2 separate regions of the Mus musculus genome follow, and region 2 is linked to region 1. Evidence: chromatin contacts called from public Hi-C data. All regions are on one chromosome and are shown on one strand. Each heading gives the region's core, a stretch centred on a gene start, on an enhancer-like site or on the middle of the called end of the contact. The rest is flanking DNA. Distances are from core to core; before and after follow the strand shown.

What was found. Hi-C and Micro-C count contacts between places; a contact is called where the count stands out from the background.
Region 2: a Hi-C map of bone marrow-derived macrophages shows a contact between it and region 1, with 2.2 times the contacts expected there. The contact joins two enhancer-like sites. A contact is called at or near these places in 7 of 39 promoter capture datasets (the 3T3-L1 cell line, 3T3-L1-derived adipocytes, embryonic stem cells and 3 more), 1 of 484 Hi-C or Micro-C datasets (bone marrow-derived macrophages) and 2 of 115 datasets of contacts at active chromatin or transcription factors (CD8 T cells and embryonic stem cells).

Annotation. Positions count from the first base shown.
Region 1 is chr11:11,714,740-11,717,705 of GRCm38.p6, reverse strand. All of the region lies in intron 3 of Ikzf1 (IKAROS family zinc finger 1), which reads right to left. Among named protein-coding and RNA genes, the nearest start is that of Ikzf1, 30 kb to the right of the region's middle. Within about 2 kb of position 1,570, at least 37 of the 459 cell types and tissues checked have an H3K27ac peak or open chromatin away from gene starts, as enhancers often do. A contact at or near this core is called in CD8 T cells and bone marrow-derived macrophages, where this site is marked.
Region 2 is chr11:11,787,356-11,790,299 of GRCm38.p6, reverse strand. No RefSeq gene overlaps it. Among named protein-coding and RNA genes, the nearest start is that of Fignl1, 20 kb to the left of the region's middle. Within about 2 kb of position 1,674, at least 85 of the 459 cell types and tissues checked have an H3K27ac peak or open chromatin away from gene starts, as enhancers often do. A contact at or near this core is called in CD8 T cells and bone marrow-derived macrophages, where this site is marked.

The DNA.
Region 1 (2,966 bases), core at 321-2,820:
AGGGCCTCCAAGAGTCTGGGGTCCCTCCATGGTAAGGTGAACTTTTGATCATTCTCTTCCACATTTGCATATTGCTAAGTCTTACTGAGAAATTGTCACCATGGGTTCAGGGAGCAGCGAGGGGAGTCACCTCATGATGTCTATTGCCATCCTGGTGGAACATAGCTGACAGATTCAACACAAGTCCTCTCTCTTCATGACAAGGGAGAGGGCAGTTGCTGCAGGAGGCCTCATTTGTGATACCAATGGCAGAGAGCCACTGGGAGCCAATTATTGGCCTTTACTGCACAAATAGCTATCCAAAAAATACCCCCCCACACTTCCGTGTCATGATATGAAAATTGTATCAAGCCAGCTCTCAAATCCCAAACCAAATTAAAACAAAACGAAAAAAGCCCTAACTTGTAGCATTGGCCAAGTATCTGTGGTGTCAATACTTCGAACCATGGTGGTCTTCAAGCTGTTCATTAACAGTCTGGCAGCATGAATGGATCTATTGAGGTCAGCTGACTCCCTGCCAACTGAGCATACATTTTGAATTATTTCTAAGTTTCTCATATCAAAATAAATAAATAGATAGATAAATAAATAAATAAATAAATAAATAAATAAATAAAGCCCAACAAAAGGTTTGAGATTCTGAGCAGATCTGTGCTCTGTTGAGCTCCTCTGGTAGAGGTCAGAAGCTGGAACTCAACCACTCAGGGCCTGAGGAGGGACGCTTCTCACTTCCCCTCCCCCAGCAGGCATCTGCACAGGGCTTAGCTGCTTCTGTGCAAACTTGAAGGGTGATGGGTAGAGCCTGGTGTCTCTACTTAAACCTTTCTACTTTTGCATAAAAGGAAGGGAAGCTGTTTTTTTTTTTTTTTTCTGGGTTATATTTATACTTCCCAAATCAGAAAAATGTCCTAACCAGATAGGAGGACAGGTGGCAACTGGCAACCACAGCACAAAACCTGTTTTTTTTTTTTTCCATTTCTTTCTGAAACCCCATGCAGAAGGAAAGTTAACGGAATGTCAGTTGACTGCTCTACATACAGAAGAGCCACTGACTCTTTCAACACACAGAGAACAAAGCAGAAAATAACACTGGGACCAAACCCAGAAACAGAAAGTAGCGTTTGTCTATCTGTTCCAGGGCCTTTTAATCTTGGACTCCTCTTTGTTTCTCTCAGTAAATGAAGGGAGCACAATGCGATTTTTGAATTTCAGTGGTCAGAGTACAGTGAAGATAAGATTAATGCTGGGTTTTATTTACAGAAACAAACCGCTTTGCACAGTTAACCTGTATTTTTGGAGACACAAAGAGAAAAAAAGCCGGAAGAAGGGCTGCACATTTGAGAGTGGGGCTTGGGCATCTTTTTTGGTCCAAATTCTCTATAGTATACTTTTAATTTCTATGTTGGGTTCTGGAACATTACTGACCACAATAAAAGTCTTAGGCAGCTGAAGATGTCCTGTGTGAACTCGAAAGCTCTCGAGTGTGGGAACGCTGAGGGAAGTGTGGCTGACATCTGAGTCAGCTTCTCACCTGGGAGCTGTATGGGGACATGTGGGTATCACAGAGACCTGGGTGGGGTAGCACTACTGGTCAGTGTGGCAGGGACAGCCTCCCACAAAGGCTCTGTATCCCTGCCCTGAACAACAGCTGTGCTACTGTGAATCAGTATCCTAAAACAGTGAGGTGCTGAGCATCAGATCTTGCCATGTTTCCTCTTAGAAAACTCTTGCTTGATAGCTCCTCTCCCTTTCTCATCCCCAATAAGGCAACACCATCATTCCATCCATACTGCTGGGACACTGCTCTACCCTAGGGGAAAACGTGCTGAGGACCCCTCAGGGAGAGAATCCAGGCCAATTCTATCTGTGGGATGAGGTGTGAAGATGGAGAAAAAAGCTAAAGGGTCCAGGAAGCTCTGTTTTGGGCCAATCTTTCTGAAGAGAGACCCAAAGAGAGGGAGAACCACCCTGCTTGCTTCCCAGGTTTCTTCTTAGCTTAGTCTATTTTTCTCCAGTCCTTCCTATTTCCCGTAATTTTAGTTTTTGACAGGGTTTCTCTGTGTAGCCCCGGCTGTCCTGGAAATCCCTCTGTAGGCCAGGCTGGCCTCCAACTGAGAGATCCTCCAGCTTCTGCAGTTAAAGGCATGTGTCACCACGCCTGGCCTCCTTCCTACTTCTTAACTATTCTCATCCTAAAGTATCAGCCTGGAAATCTCCCCTTCAGCCAGCAACTCTCAGCTCATGTTCCCATGCCATCTGACTTGTCCATCCTCCCTCATGGCTACCCTCCCATTCCCTGATCATCAGTCTGGTTTCCGTGGCAGTCTGGTTTCTGCCTGCAACTCGTTGAGCTACTTTTGGGAAATGCACAACTGGCCCAAATTCTCCTCACTAAGGGCACTCACTAAGTTCTCTTTGACCTTTCTCACTTTTGTCCCATGTGTTTTCTGTGGCTTCCATCCTATAATTCTTCTGAGAAATTTCATCTGAACTGCAGGACTGTCTCCTCCCCTCTACCCCTCTTCTCTACAGTTAAAGGCTAGTGTTCCTCCAAGGGTTCCCTCTCTTGTCTCACCTAGCTGACTCTATGCATAGATGGAACATCTGCCTCTTCCATCCCTACATTCCAGCCAATTCCCTGGATCAGAATTATCATGATTCTATGCTAATCAGCGCTGGATTACTATCATTGTTGCCACAATCACTGTAGTTGGTCACTATACCCATGGACCTATACCAAGACAGTAGACAAACCCCATCTCTCCCTGACTTCTCCTTACTCACACTGCTTGGCACAGGTTCAAATACCCTTCTCTGAGACCAAGACTCCTAACAGTTGCTATCGTGAGAACAAACTCTACTATGTAAAGCAGCTGGAGCTATCACCTGGCCCCTTGCCTGCACCACTGCTCACACCCCAGATCAAGATGCTGGGGTCCTCTTGTGCCTCTACTCTTTTGCTTTTA
Region 2 (2,944 bases), core at 425-2,924, 72 kb before region 1:
TCAGCATTTACAAAGAGCAACAGTCCAATTTCTTCACACCACTATCCAGTCAATCAGCCTTTGAAGACTTTTCCCCCTAGGATTTCTTTTGTAGGAATTTTTATTCACACACACACACACACACACACACACACACACACACACACACACCAGACTTCCTGTCACTGCGACCAGATACCTGAGCAGGAAAGATTTATCTTGGTAATAGTTTCAGAAGCCTCAGTCCATCGAGGCAGTGAGGACAGGGTGAAGAGCAGGTCAGTCATCTTGTGGCCAGGAAACAGAGAAGGAATCCCTGGAAAGCAATGGACGTTCTCCTTGCCCCCTTTATTCCACCCTGGCCCCAGCCTATCCATCTGCCATTCAGGGTAGCTTGAGCCGTCTTTGTTCATATCTCGAGCATGCCTTCACAGATGCACCAGGAAGTGTTCATCATTAATCTAAATGATTCTAAATCGAGTCAAGCTAACAATTACATCACCACAGTATGCGTCTCAAGTCAGAAAACACCTTTGACTTCTTTTGTAATTCTTTCTACTCACTGCACCTGACTCTCAAGCAACACCGGACAACTACTGAATTGCTTTTTAACATAAATGTTAGTTTGCATTTGCTAGAGTTTTCATAAACCACATATTGCAACCTCTTAGTTGATTTCATCAAGGGAATGCAATTACTTACTATGTTGGTGCAAATATTAGGGTTTTTTCCTTTCTTTTTTTAGTATCCATGATATGCACATAACACAGTGGACTTTTTGGTTGTTGTTTTTAATCCATGCACATTTGAAGGATATTTGGGGTTTTCTAGCTTACAAACATAATTGGTAAACACAGAGCTGAACGGTTAGTGGTAATTTAGGTGCCTATTCAAAAAACGCACAAACCCAACTAGGGGTTAAACTTTTTTTCACAGAGAAATGACATTAAAACGCTTATAGCACACGGGTCGGCATCATATACTCCAAGTGGATGTTCATCTTCCTCATAACTCTCTGGGTTGGTCTCACGGTGAAGTTAGTCTGGATAACGAGATGGCAGGCTCTAAACAGTGCTGAGGGTGTGTGTGTGTTTGGGGTGAAGAGAGTCCTGTGCACTGCGCTGTGAATTGATACACCTTTGCATTTCGTTTTCCCCTACAGCCACCCCAGAGACAGAAGATGCCCTTCTACTACAGCCACGGAGAGTAATGAAGCCCTCTGACAGCTCACCGAAGCTCAGATTTGCTCCCTTGGGATTTGAGCCCAGATCTGTTAACATCCCGTCATTTTCTGTCATACTCACTCATGAGTTGGTCAGTGTCACTGGCCAGTGTGGTGAGCAGCCAGCTCTTAGAATCTCAGACTGCATTCTGAGCTAGGTTTTTGAGATAGGCAGGCTCCACCTGCTCTGACCAGCAGAGGTCAGGAGTGTCCATAGGAGCAGCTAGAGGGTTCTGGGCTTCCCCACAGTCCCTGTGGGCCTGGCATTAACAGTGTTTATACAAGAACTGGTTTCAGTAGGCCCAGTTGTTGAGTTCTTAAGGTCAATTTCAAAAGCAAGGTTTTAATTTCAAAACTAACCCACAAGTAAAGGACTCTCACAAAGCATATTTAACTAGGTGGTAAGCCTGTGCCTGGCCTTAAAAGGCCGCGCTGCATTCCCAAGCTCCCTTTAAGACCAGTGAAATCGGCTTCCCTATCTTGCCTTCTGTTGCCACTAGGGGGCGAGCGCCTCTCAGATTTTCCCCGGCGCTCGGCCAGGGACTCTATCCTTCTGTGGAAAAAAGTTTGAGTTTTGGTAGGTACCCTTGCAAGGAATTCCAACCTAGATGTTAGAAATTTTCAGTCTATTGATTTGCTGAAAAAGCTCAGGTTTGAGAGTCTTTTTCGTATTTTAACAGTGAGTTTAGGTCCTTTAAAACTCATAACTTTGTTGTTGTTGTTGTTGTTGTTTTTTGTTTGTTTTTCTTTTTCGAGACAGGGTTTCCCTGTATAGCCCTGGCTGTCCTGGAACTCACTCACCAGGCTGGCCTCGAACTCAGAAATCCACCTACCTCTGCCTCCCGAGTCCTGGGATTAAAGGCGTGTGCCACCACGCCTGGCTTCATAACAACTTTTTAAAAATGATTTTATTCTTTCAAAATTTTATACATTTAAATAATGCATTTAATCATATCTATCTACTGATACCTCCCTCCACTCTCCCCAGAGGCCTTTACCCCATCACCCTACTCCTTTTTTTTTTTTTTTTTAAATTGACAAGCCCCGAGTCCTCTTAATGCTGTCCAAATGCAATGGGTGTGGGTCTGTAGTGGGTTCCTACCACAGTAGCCATCAACTTCTAATAACTCCTCCGCTAATGGGATCTTGGGGATGTCTTCCTCATTTATGCTGGAGTTTTTACTGGCTTACTCTTGTGCAGGTCTTGCACTGGTGTCCACAGGTGCTGTGAGCTGATGTGTTTGGCTGCCGTGTGTGGCGTATCCAGAAGCCAACATCTCCCAGCTCTGCCGACAACTCTTACATTCTCTCTGTTCACTCTTCTGTGCTGTTCCCTGAGCCTGGGACGGAGGAGGCTCAGGCAGGTGAGTGATTCATCCACAGCTGAGCCTGAGAGTTCATCATCCTTGGCACTGGCAGGGGAGCCTGCATTCACTACTGCTCACTGCATAAACCAAGAAAGTGGAGAGCACTGCGGATCTACGCGGTTGGCGTTGTGGCCTCTTGGTTGATTTTTTTTTTTCCCTTTAATGAGTGTGGAGTGGCCTTCCTTATCTGACTATATTTGGTTTGATGTCATTTTGTCAAATATTAGAATAGCTGTGCCTGTATGTTTTTTAGTTGCATTTCCCTGGAGTTCCCTTTTCCATAAATAAATTGCTTTATCCTAATGGTACTGTTGTCCCCCCTACCCACCTGAGTCAGGGTTTCTCTGTGTAGCTCTGCCTGTCCTGAAGCTCTCTT